Regions from separate parts of the Drosophila melanogaster genome. Here region 2 is linked to region 1. The links are chromatin contacts, called in public HiChIP or PLAC-seq maps. All regions are on one chromosome and are shown on one strand. Each heading gives the region's core, a stretch centred on a gene start, on an enhancer-like site or on the middle of the called end of the contact. The rest is flanking DNA. Distances are from core to core; before and after follow the strand shown.

Region 1 (5,908 bases), core at 609-3,108:
CAGCCTTTGTTTGTTACCATTTGCCTCCTTTGACATTTTCCCCAAGTAGTTGCCATTTTTATTGGCCACATTTTTGGAAAATGCACAATGTCAAACGGAACTGACTGGAAAAGAAGACAAGAAATTGGTCTAAAACTGCAATTCACTTGCAATCATTGCCGCGGAATAAAGCATAGGAATCTTCATAAAAGATTGATTAAATTAGAATAGTAGTTTTTTTTGCAATTTAAAAGATATAGCTAGGCTTTTAAGCTGCTAAATCAGAACTCATAAATATGCATAAATTTAACAGCTTATTGCATTTACACTCAGGGTTTTAAAATCTTCAGAACCACTTTTGAGGTTGATATGGGCATTTGAATGTGAATTAAGTTATTAAGCTTAACTAAACGATAAGGTTTGATCGAAATGGAAGTCTGTTTGCTCCAAAAGAGGTCTTACGGATATTTCCACGCCATTTGGGAAGCGTTACCGACTTTTTAGTGGTCGACTCGGCATCGCCGGCCATCTTCAACACGTCAACAGGAAGTCAAATATACGCACACGCACACACGCTGACGAGGGCACTCACACACACAGACGCACAGTCACACTTATGGCGAGGCAAATACAAACATGTCCGCTGCAAAATGGCGAGCATAAATTTCCGCTTCCGCCAGCTGACGTTTTATGGCAGAAGCGAGCGCAGAGCGCGAGAGAGAAGAAAGTGCCAGAGACTGAGTCAAAGATTGTTTATGGTGGCCAACAGTTGATTCATCGCATTTAATGGATAACGCCGAAGCACATTCAGCAGAAAGGGAATCAAATTCGCGAACGGAGTGAGCATATGCGAGTGCTGCCATTTTATGCTGAATTTATGAATTTATGAATTTATTTCTGGCGAGAAAGCGCGAAGGGTCTCTAATATATTGGGGCAATAAATTCGCCAAGCAGACATGTCTCTGTGCAGATGCCCAGGGCGTGAAAGGAGCGTAAATTCCTCCACTCACTCAACTCCTTCATCAATTATGATTATTTACATGTGATGCTGCATGACTGCGCAGCACGCGCCGCTTAAAGCCCCAATTACCAGTGATTGTTTCTCGAAGCGGCCTGAAATTGCATCGCCTGATCCCTCAATTGTTGTCCAGATGGCGATGGCTTATCATTTAATGAACTGCTCGGATCACACAGTATTGCTACACAATATGACCATTGTAGTTATGGCCAATATTTCCCCCTCATTGTCCCCCGTGTGCATGGCCTTTGTTTAGCGCGCTAAAGTCGGCGCTTATTTTTATTTAGGTCAACTTTATTATATGCACATAATTACAAAAGCCAACACACTGAGCCACCCAGAGTGTGTGTGTGCCAGCCGCAGATAAAGCATTTATGAAGACAGACATGTGGGAATTGCGGTGCTGGCAGGACAAACAAAGTGCCATCGTGGGGAAATCCGTCCGCCACCCGCCTTCCGAGTCTCATTTATTTGCGCTGTTCTAATAATAAGAAATAATGTCGTTTCATGTCCTATTCCAGCTTGGCCTATTGTCCATGTCCTTGCTTCTGCTTCTCTGGTCGCCAGGACGCTCCAAATGCCCAAAGTAAAATATTTATGCGACAAAAGACAATTTTGGATTTATGCCCCTCTGTGTGTGCTTGTGTGTGTGTTAGTGTACTTTATTCACTTCCAACCACCAGTGCTAAAAGCAGCTGAGTTGGGCATTTTGTGCCTTTTTGCTTGAACAGGAAATGCTCCATAAATAGCACAGCCTTGTCAGACTCTTTCGTGTGCGAATTTATGTGGCAAAGGCTGGGAAATTGTATGGCCAACATGGCTCGATTGGGGCAGCATTGTGGCCTAAAACTGGGCCAAAAAACCAAAGTGTGCAAACTTTAATTGAGGTTCATTTGGATGGCTGCAAACGCATGGCATTCTCTGGGCAGGTCCCGTTTTAAAAATGATAGAAGTTCGTACTCGTTACTGGATTTAAGCATTGGGTCGAATGTTCTATTTGGCTACCAATTCAAGTCCTGAGCCACTTTTACAGTTAATGAATGTAATCGGCACGTATGTATCAACGTTTAATCTCTGAGACCTTGCTAAAACTCTCAACTCTCAGGAAGTCCTCAAATTTGGCGTAAAAATATAAATAACGACAAAATTTTATTAGTAAATGAAAATTAAGAGTGGTCCAATCCGATCCCATCGTAAATGCGCAGGAAGGCGTTGCAGCGGCGTCGCTCTGCTGGCCGAGAAAACGATCCACCACAGCTCGGAAGGCACGACCGGCAGGACAACCGCTCCCAACGAGCGGAGACGTATCCCTCGATCCGAAAAGGAAAGCCACATTGCGACCCCAACAAGAACGAGGCCACCACACGGTTGGCCAACACCCTCGAGGCCGATGGCAGTGGGCGACCCTACGACATGGTCAAAGACGACGTGCTGCTCGCTTGGCAGCAAAGTCCTCACAAGGACACGTTGGGCTTCTATGGCGTAGGATCGCCCACCCACCAGCCCGAGTCGGTGGTGTTCAACCAGGTGGTGGCCGCCTGCTTGGTCAAGGTCAACGGCGGCGGCACTCAGCGGAGGATCCCTAAACAGGATAAAAAGCCATCCCCAAGGGATACGTTAGCGCAAAAGAACCGTACCCCTCAGATTTGCAAGCCTTTTGTCTTAAACCGCCACGCATTGCAGTCTGATCTACAGCAGATTCCCCACGTTCAACAGCAACTGGATCCGCGACAGGCTTTCGGGACGCTATACTGCACTGATCATAATCAAGTTCCTCACGATTCCACTAGAGTGGCACGCCAGATGTACACCGGCATTTCCAGACATCAAGTTTCTAACATTGAGCCAGCAAGAAAAAAAGACCCACGTGGTCTGCGCCATCCCCAGTGGTACTGCCCCCCGGATGGCTTGGAGCCTCGCCATGGGTGCACCCAGTACGAGTGGGCCAAGCGCAAGCTGGATCCTAATCCCAATAACAATGAGTTTCGGCATTGTCCGCAAGGGAAAGATGAACACAAGAGTCCGGAACCACTGAACTACGATCAGCTGTATAGTAGAATCATTAAGTGCTTTGAGCCAAAGCCTTCTCCAGATCCGCTTTGCGAGCCCTATGAGAAGTGCTGTAAGCCGAAAAGATCCCATGGAAAGGATAATCAAGGAGGAGGTGACAGTCAAATACCCAAAGGACCCAGTAGGCCCACAAAGTCTTCGGGCGATCCAGGTAATCCAATTGGACACGGAAATCGCGAACCAGGAGAGGAAGATAAAGTAACTATAGTGCGAGATGATGGAAACGGAGATAGAGGGGACAAAGAAAATGACAAGGATAAAAATCAATTCGTTAATAAAGATAAGCCAAGAGTTTCAATTAAGGAAAATGATAATGATGGTGATCAAAACAACGATAAAAATAAAGACAAGGTCGTAAATTTTAATCAAGAAGAAAATAAATATAAAAATCAGGATAGATACAAGAATAAAGAGGACAAAGAAAAAGAACGAGAAAAGAAAAAAAGGGAAAAGGCGAAAGAAAAGAAAAAAGGCAAGGATAAAGAAACAGAAAAGAAGAGAGAAAAGGTAAAGAAAAAGAAAGAAAAGAACAAGGAAACGGGAAAAGGAAAGGAAAAAGCAAGGGAAAGAGATAAAGAAAATTATAAAGGAATTGAAAGACCAAGAGAAAAAGAAGAAGGCGAAAGAAAAGAAAGAGAAAAGGAAGAAGAAGAAAACGAAATAGAAAATGAAAATAACAAGGAAAAAGAACTTGGAAAGGAACAGGAAATAGAAAAATTTAAAGAAAGGGAAAGACCACATGAAAAGGATAAGCCAATGGAACGAGAACAAGAAAGGGAAGAAAAGGGAAAGCAAGAAGAAAAAGAAAGGGAAAGAGGAATTGAAAAAGAAAGAGAAAAAGGAAAGGGGAAAGAAAAAGAAGTTAACAAGGAACATGAAACTGGAAAACAAAAGGAAGACAAAAACAGAGGAAAGGATCAATTTCCAGAAAAGGGCAAAGAAAAAAAGCAACAAAAACACAAAGAAAAATATAAAGATGAAGATAAAATCAAAGACATGGATTTAGAATATGAAAAATATGACCGTGATGATATTAAAATTCCAAACAATAAAAAGAACAAAAATAAATCAAACGAAGATAGTAAAATTGAAGAAAATAAACCGAACAGCAACCTGCCAGAAGTGACCTCGCGATTCTTCGATATCCCCGTGGATATGGAGTTCGATAAAACTATCAAAAGAGGAACTAGGGTGGAAGATTACGAATTTCCAGCCCTAGAAATTGTCAGGGACGAGCCAGCGGCTCCGACTTGTAAGCTAAAGGATCCGCCCAAGAAAAAGAAAATGAAGAGGATTAAGAAAGTTTGCAAGGATAAGCCCAAGAAAGTCTGTCCACCTTGTCCACCGGCAGGTTGCCAGTGCGAGATCTGTCACTTCATGGATCGCCCTTTCAACGAACAGGAGGCTCCCTTCATGCGGGAAATGAGGCGTGTGGAGCAGAAGCGCCAGCTGCGTGCCTATTACCGCCAGATGCGCCATCAGGAATACATCCGGGATCGATGCAAGACAGAGTACCGGGCGCCCAGGCACCAATGCGATCCGATCTACTGCTCCAACTTCTTGTGCCAAAATCCCCGACTCGCCGAGCACTGCGATTGCCTGGGAGCCGTCCAGGAGCTGCAGAATCTTCTCTCCGGCTCCAAGGACAACGAGGATCACAGCAGACTGCTCCTGCGCGTCGAGAATCTCCGGAAACGCGTTTGCCAGCGAATGTGCGATTGCATTCTGGCGTGAACTGGATCGGAGGTCTTTGTGTTTGAGAAAGTACCTATGTGTGTATGGAATATGTTTGGCTCCTTGGAGTATCTGTTTTATATTAAACAAGACATAAAAAAGTTTTTTATGCAAGACAGCTTTTCCATATTGATGAAACCCGAATACATACTCTACATTTTTGTTAGTTTACAGTCGAAATGCGTTTTTTGAACAGCCTCTGAAGAAGCCTTTTAAGATGGCAGACTTTCCACTCCAAAACATTTAAAAAAGTAAGTAAAAAAGTAAAAAGTTAGACACTTTGCCACTCATTCATAATTCTGCTAATGCAGAGCAATCAGCAAACAAATTGTGAGTGTCAATCGCAAGCAAAAAATGACAGAATCCTTAGGCAATCAATGGGTTTGGGTGTGTTTTTGGCCAAGGCCCAGCATTACAGCCACTTTATTTTCAATATCGAATTTCCCAAAAATTTTTCAACAGCCGCAAACACTTGAACGTTTTCCCAGCGCTCAATTAAAGGCCATTAGGCAGCAGTGCGTGAAGGGGTTTGGGGGAGGAAAGTCCACAGAAAGCTATCAAATACTACCCCAACCCCTTGCCCAAATCCATTGCAATGTGGTGCTATGTATGGCCAAAGGATATACTGGAAACACGCATTGAATTTCGCAGACAAAGGACAGAGACTTGTGGGGAATTTTTACCCCATATGCACAAATTCACATGGTGAAAATCTGCCCCACGTTCACCCATCTGCTCCTCGGAATTCCCTCATAGTATTTTGCCCCGGGCACATTACCAGACGAAAAATTCAGTTTTGATCCTGTGGGCTGGGGAGTAATTAAAGTTTTGCTCAAGTGTCGATAAATTATGCGGAAGACGCTCTATGCAAATGGCTCACAACAATACGAGCAGCTGCCAAGCTGGGCTTGACGAACTGACAACCTGACACACTGCCGGACGGACAGATGGATAGATGGACGGACGGATGGACGGACAGACTGGCGGACGGAACGACGGACGGGCTGCTGGGCTGTTGGGCATTCTTTCAGCCTCCGAATGACAGACACTTCATCATCGTGTCCTTCGGCGAGTGTGTAATTCATCACGCGAACAACCGCAGCTTCC
Region 2 (5,783 bases), core at 3,148-5,647, 100 kb before region 1:
CAACATTGCGCTAATGACAACGATGCACTTGCCAAAATCCAAAAGTTCAGAAGAAGTATAATGTAGAATTTAGTCAACAAATTCTGTCGAAGTAGAGTTGATATGCACATTACTTTGAAGAATCTACTTTTGTTCATTTTCCTAATCTGTAATCAGGTTTGTGCCAAGTAAGCCAAAATCTTTTCCCAGTGCATTGGCGGAGATCGAGGAAAGTCGCCCTGCATGCTGGAAAAGGCGGAAGTTCATTATTGTCAGTGATTAATGACAAGAAGCGCGGATGGATCCTGGGACCGGGATATGGCCGATAGCAGTGCATTTGACTCTGGTTCTCGGCCACATAAGTTAGCTGTTGCTGTCAGCTGGCCCTACAGTTTGGGCCAGAAGGCGCCTGGATGGAAGCGCAAAAAAAAAAAACGGAAGTCAGGACTCGCAGACCCCGAGGGTGGTCCAAAAGAAAAAAAAGGAGGACTCGGACTCGGACATACGGGGACGAGCTGTTGACATCACTCCGTCCGTCAGTTAGCTGGAAAATGCATTGCTGACTGCTGCCTGCTGCCAACGTGATTAGCGCGTTGATTTGGCAACCGATTGCCGAATGGAGTGCATCCGAGCCAGCATTTCCACAGCCCATCCTCAACAGAGTTTGGCTTGCCAACTTTGCTGCTCCTCCGTTTAGCCATCTACCAACCCCCCCCCCCCCCCACCACACCACAAATGTCCTTTAACTTATGCAGTGCCAAAGCGGCATTGACAATGGCACACGCACACATCGTTTGACATGGGCGTCGTTGCTGGAGGCGGTAAAACGGGGGCCTGGGCCGCCCCTCTGATTCTGGTTCAATGTACGACAAGTGAAATTAATTTCAAACAATGCAGAAAACTCCGAGGACAACAATAAGCCAGGAGAAGGAAGCTGAAGTCCCACGACAGCTGAAGCAAATTAAATAAAAATTCCAACATGAACGTTACCGGCTAGAGCGAGTTGAAATACACTGAGAAAAGCTAATTAAGCAAAAGCTTAAGACAAATAAATAAAGTCTTGGTCTATCTGTTTAAAAGTGTGCAATGATAGAAGATCAGTTACTAGAAATACTCTGCTGCATACTCTTCGATAGCTTTGTTATATAAGTCCATTTTTCTTTTAGTGTACGCTCAGCTTCCTGATAAGGAGCGCGAGGATTGCCAGCCATATGACAGACTCAATATACGTGCCTCGATTCGATGAGTAAGCCAAGTTAAGGGCAGGCAAAAAAGCCAAGTCGAAGCAAACCAAACTTGTCGAAAATTATTTCGTTTTAATTACGCCAAAGGGCGTTGTCAAAGGACGTGTCGAAATGTGTCGCCGTTTTGGATGCACTCAAAATGAAATCACGTCACCGCCGATCCGATCCGCCACGCCCCCTAATATAGCATCGCCCACACTCCGAGCGAGTCGCGACACCTCAGGTGCCTACAACTTTTCCGTTGTCATTATCAATTTGAGTTAATTGCCGCAGCCATTCCGGCCAGAATGTTGCCATTTTGCCACTGCTGTCGTCACTTCCGGTCTGGGGATGCCCCATCCTTTCGCCACACCAGCCACACCAGCCCCGCCCCCAACGCCTCCAGACGACGCGACGACGCATTGTCTGTGACTGTTTAAAAGCGTTTAGTCGAAATTTATTTGTATTACATGCCAGAAACTGCAGACTCTCCAGTGGCTGCGGGCACAGGGTCCTGGCAAAATGTTGAATTATTAAATTAAGTACTTGTTTGACAACGCCATAAATTCCCTTGCTCAGCGCAAATAAGTGTATGTAAGTAGAGAAGTTGGGTGCCCGCGGCAACTTTGTGTAGCAGGTGTAAAACTAATCAGTTTGAACATGAAATAACGTGAGAAGTTCTATCTATCTTTACATGCTTTTGAGTAATCGTAAAAGCGCCTAGCCAAGGTAATTCATATTAATTTTCTCATATATTTAAGCTCGAAGACAAACGCTATTTTTCTGCCACATTTTTTCACGCCTATCACAAGTTCCTGCTTATCAAACTCTGGATTGCTCTTCTTTGTGGCCAAGAAATTGGTTTAATCTGACTAACATTCTTTTAATTAGTTTATCGCGGAGCATCCAATCCATCCGAAAATCTTAGATAAATTCTTTCTTGCTTATACTTTAAGAAAAATATTATTTATTGAGAGTCACATTAAAAAAAAAAAAGATAATAGAAATCGAATATTTGGGTTTTGTTTTGCTAGGTACTTTAGTAGATATTGAGATACATAAATATCTGGCGATCAGTGGATTACGGGACGGGAATCCGTGCCGTTCAGCGTCTGTTCGCAGATATCGACCGCTCGGGTGTAGCAGGACTCACTGCTCATGATGAGTTCTCCACCCTGGAGAGTGAGGATCAGGCAATTGCGGCCCATTTGGGGCGTCGGCTCGTCCACCGCCCAGTTGGAGTAGTTGAGCGGTCGGGCTCTGCCAAAGTAGTTCCAGTAGAAGCGGTTATCACCCGGCCATCGATGCCCGGCGCTCCAGAACTGCGTGCCGTTCGGGTAGCCCAAGTTGGCCAGGTGATGGGCCAGAACGCGCATTTCCTCGTCACTATCCAGGCAAACTCGTGAGGTGCGCTTGTCCTGATAGCAAAAGTTATGGAACGATGTGTGCTGTAGATAAGATAAAAATATTATTACTCTAGAATTATATTTTATAATCTAAGGATATATATATATAGATAGACATAGATAGATATCTTTTAAAATCAAAATTGTTTGGTGTTTACTGTGTACCTAAACTTATATTAAGTACGAGTTTTTTTTTTATTTGTTGACCTTAGTGCAGAGCATATTCAAGTCGGTTAGGTCGAACAAAACTCGACAAAGAGCGTCATCGTCCGTTTATTTATACACCCATAAGTACATATGTTTGATGTTCGTTGGCTTCTTCTCGCTGATAACAGCGGATACAATTAGCGAATTCCCCTTGCTTACATGCAGAACTCAACTTAATTTAAGCTACACTAGTAAGTTAATCGTGACTTCGGAAGTAGAGGCTTCTTTATGTCTCTCTCACCAGCGGTTCCTCGTCAGCAACGAAGTAGCAATAGTTTTCCCGTACCCTCTCATAGGGATTCCTGCACCGTGTTCCTTCGACGGGATGAGCCTCGATCAGGAACCATAGGGATAATGCCAGGAAAATGTGGAGTCGAATCCGGCGATATTTCTTCCGCGTCGCGCGATTCGGCATTGTGCTCAAATAAAACTGCCGGCAGTTGGCATCAGTCGGCGTTATCGCCATGCGTTATCAGTGTAAGCGGGGTGTTATCATAAAGCGCTTGATTTAATTTTTTTTTGCTGATAAGGCCGTTTTTTGAACTAGTTCAAGATCACGCAAAACATAAGCTCTACATTAATAATCACTTTTTTTAAAAAATTTATTTGCAAAAATCATAAATTTGCATTAGTTAATTTTTCGAAAATGTGGCAAACGAATGCTTCTCTGCGTTTTAATTATCAACTTCCAAGCTTTAATACTCTTTCTTCTTAGTATTGCATACATTTTTGGGCCTTTCTGGGTTCCTGTTCTGGCTACTTCATGAATTTATACAATAAATGCTAAAAATCCTTATAAGAAATTATTCTTAAATTATCATTATTTTATTTTATTTCTTAAATGCATATCTTGCGGATCATTTATTTTTTTATTGTCTATAGGTATTTTCTAGCCATGCATATGTATGTATATGTTTTCGGTGGTAATCCTATTTGCAACTTTGTTTGCGATCCACATGCAACATGTAACTTATCCATTTGCATGCAACCGCCGGCAGGTGGTGCTTTGTTCAGTCAGCTCTTTTCATTTTCTACGGGCATTCGCATGTTCGAACATCTGGTGTAAACAAGTTCTGAGCAGTGTTGCCAACTCTTCAGTTAAACAGTTAAAAATAGCTAAAAAATGTTGACGGTAGCTAAATTATAAAGCTGGAAAAGAAATGATATATGTAAATACGATAAAATAAGTATTTAGACTCACAGCATTTATTATTTAAGACGGTCAGATGAAGTTACAAAAATCCTAAATTGGCCACGCTGTATCTAAGAATTAATACCAAGAAGTTGTCATCAAAGGTCGAACTCGACGGAAATTCTACTTTGAGTTTTTAAATTTAATAAATATGTATGTGAAATTATGTAAATTTGTTTGTAAAACAAAAATAGTATATAGTATAGTAATAGTAGTTAAGTAGTTTTAAAAATGGTTCAGATCCAAAGACTTGTGAGATATGATACTAATCAAAAGTCGAATTCTGTAACATCGAGATTTAAAATTCGGTTGGAAGGGATTTCTAGCTATGACGTCGATGTTCGAAGCGAACGTGTTCGTCGAGAGAGGAGAGCGGGTCAGATTTGTTGGACAGTTTGGTTTCGAACTCGGCCGGGAAAAGTTGAAAAATTATTAACAAGCAGCTGCCAGACAGCTAAAACAGTCATAAACTGAAGAAAACCCGCGGAAACAACGTTTAAAATGAAATGTGCGTGAAAAAATAGTCGAATTGTTATTTATAAGACCAAAATAAAGTGAATTGCCCGGTTAAACAATGCTTTTAATGAAATTTTGGTGCTAAAACGACGCCGTCGCACTCGCACTCTCGCTCTTTCTCTCTCGCGGCGTCCGTGTCTCTCTCTCCCCCCACCCCCGCGACTTTGGATTCGCTTTTGTGCTGGTCATTCGTTCGAGATTGTTTACGAATAGCCGTGTGTGATAAGAGTGCAAAAACTGGCAAACGGAACAGAATATCTGATGGAATCTGTGAATAAATGCGGTAAAAGCGCATCCACAAGAAATTGTACGGTGAAAATGAGCCGGAAAATGTGGGTGCTTTCGCTGCTGGCGCTGGCAGCGCTACAACTGCACTCGGGCAGCGAAGTGGCTGCACATTTGAATGTTTTCCTAAATCCCGTGGAAGTAATGCGTTTATTAGGTGAGTTTCGACCTCTTTCAACCCCTTTTCCCAGTGTTTTTTCTTGACCTGTGTCGCGCCCTTTGTTATTGATTTCTCTTTTTTGTATTCTCCCTCTAAAATAAACAGTTGAGTAATTTGTGTCAACCAATTAAAAAGACAGCATTAGTTTTTCATTCACTTATTCGTCGAAGAAAGCGCACTTCCTTTTAAAATTATGTTTATTTGTTTGCTTTGGGCTTAATTTAGATGCTCCCTCTCGCTGTCTCTCTCTCTCTCTCTCGCTCTTGCGCATGCCGCAGGTGTTGTTAAACAGTAAAACAAATAAACAAACCGCCCACAACAACAGCAGCAACAACCAGCTTTCGCTTGCTTCGTTAGGAAATTTTACGCTTGGTATAAAACAAAAAAAAAACAAAAAAAAAGGAATAGGAAGCAGCAGACACGCCAAAATATAAAGGCAACAACAAAGTCTGAAAATCTACATGCTGCATTCATTCAATTTATCTCCCTTGGTGGAGAATATTTTTGAATATTTCTTGGAACTCAAATTCCTTGGCTCCCCAAAAACAATAAGTAGCGAGAGAGCTTGTCGAGAGAGTGAGAAGGGCGAAGGAGGGAGATGGCAACATGCAAACGAGATGACAACGCAAAGGCGACAACAAAAGGGCAACAACAACGAAAACGTGACTGCGAAGGAGCAGTTGAAGAGAAGGGTGGTGGTGGGCGGGGCATCAGCTGTGCGGGGCGGAAGAATGCACAGTGGGGTGCATTTAACTTATTCCACGAATAACACTCGCAAAACACATAGAACATAAGAGTTCATATGAGTTATTCTA

Evidence for each region. HiChIP or PLAC-seq counts read pairs in DNA pulled down with a chosen protein or histone mark.
Region 2: a contact with region 1 is called in a Psq HiChIP or PLAC-seq map of the Kc167 cell line, with 4 times the contacts expected there. The contact joins the promoter of dnt here to the promoter of lncRNA:CR44191 in region 1. A contact is called at or near these places in 4 of 107 Hi-C or Micro-C datasets (the Clone 8 cell line, the S2 cell line, brain and 1 more) and 1 of 6 datasets of contacts at active chromatin or transcription factors (the Kc167 cell line).

Annotation. Positions count from the first base shown.
Region 1 is chr2L:19,258,420-19,264,327 of dm6, reverse strand. lncRNA:CR44191 (long non-coding RNA:CR44191) reads right to left here and starts at 1,858. Exons shown (of 1, transcript NR_073805.1): 1 at 1,271-1,858. It overlaps CG31797, which reads left to right and starts at 2,088. Exons shown (of 1, transcript NM_165285.4): 1 at 2,088-4,896. The coding sequence starts at 2,195. The coding sequence ends at 4,801.
Region 2 is chr2L:19,361,841-19,367,623 of dm6, reverse strand. dnt (doughnut on 2) reads left to right here and starts at 4,397. Exons shown (of 4, transcript NM_001273638.1): 1 at 4,397-4,965. The coding sequence starts at 4,785. CG13086 reads right to left here and starts at 3,249. Exons shown (of 2, transcript NM_001273639.1): 1 at 3,057-3,249; 2 at 2,154-2,650. The coding sequence starts at 3,230. The coding sequence ends at 2,276.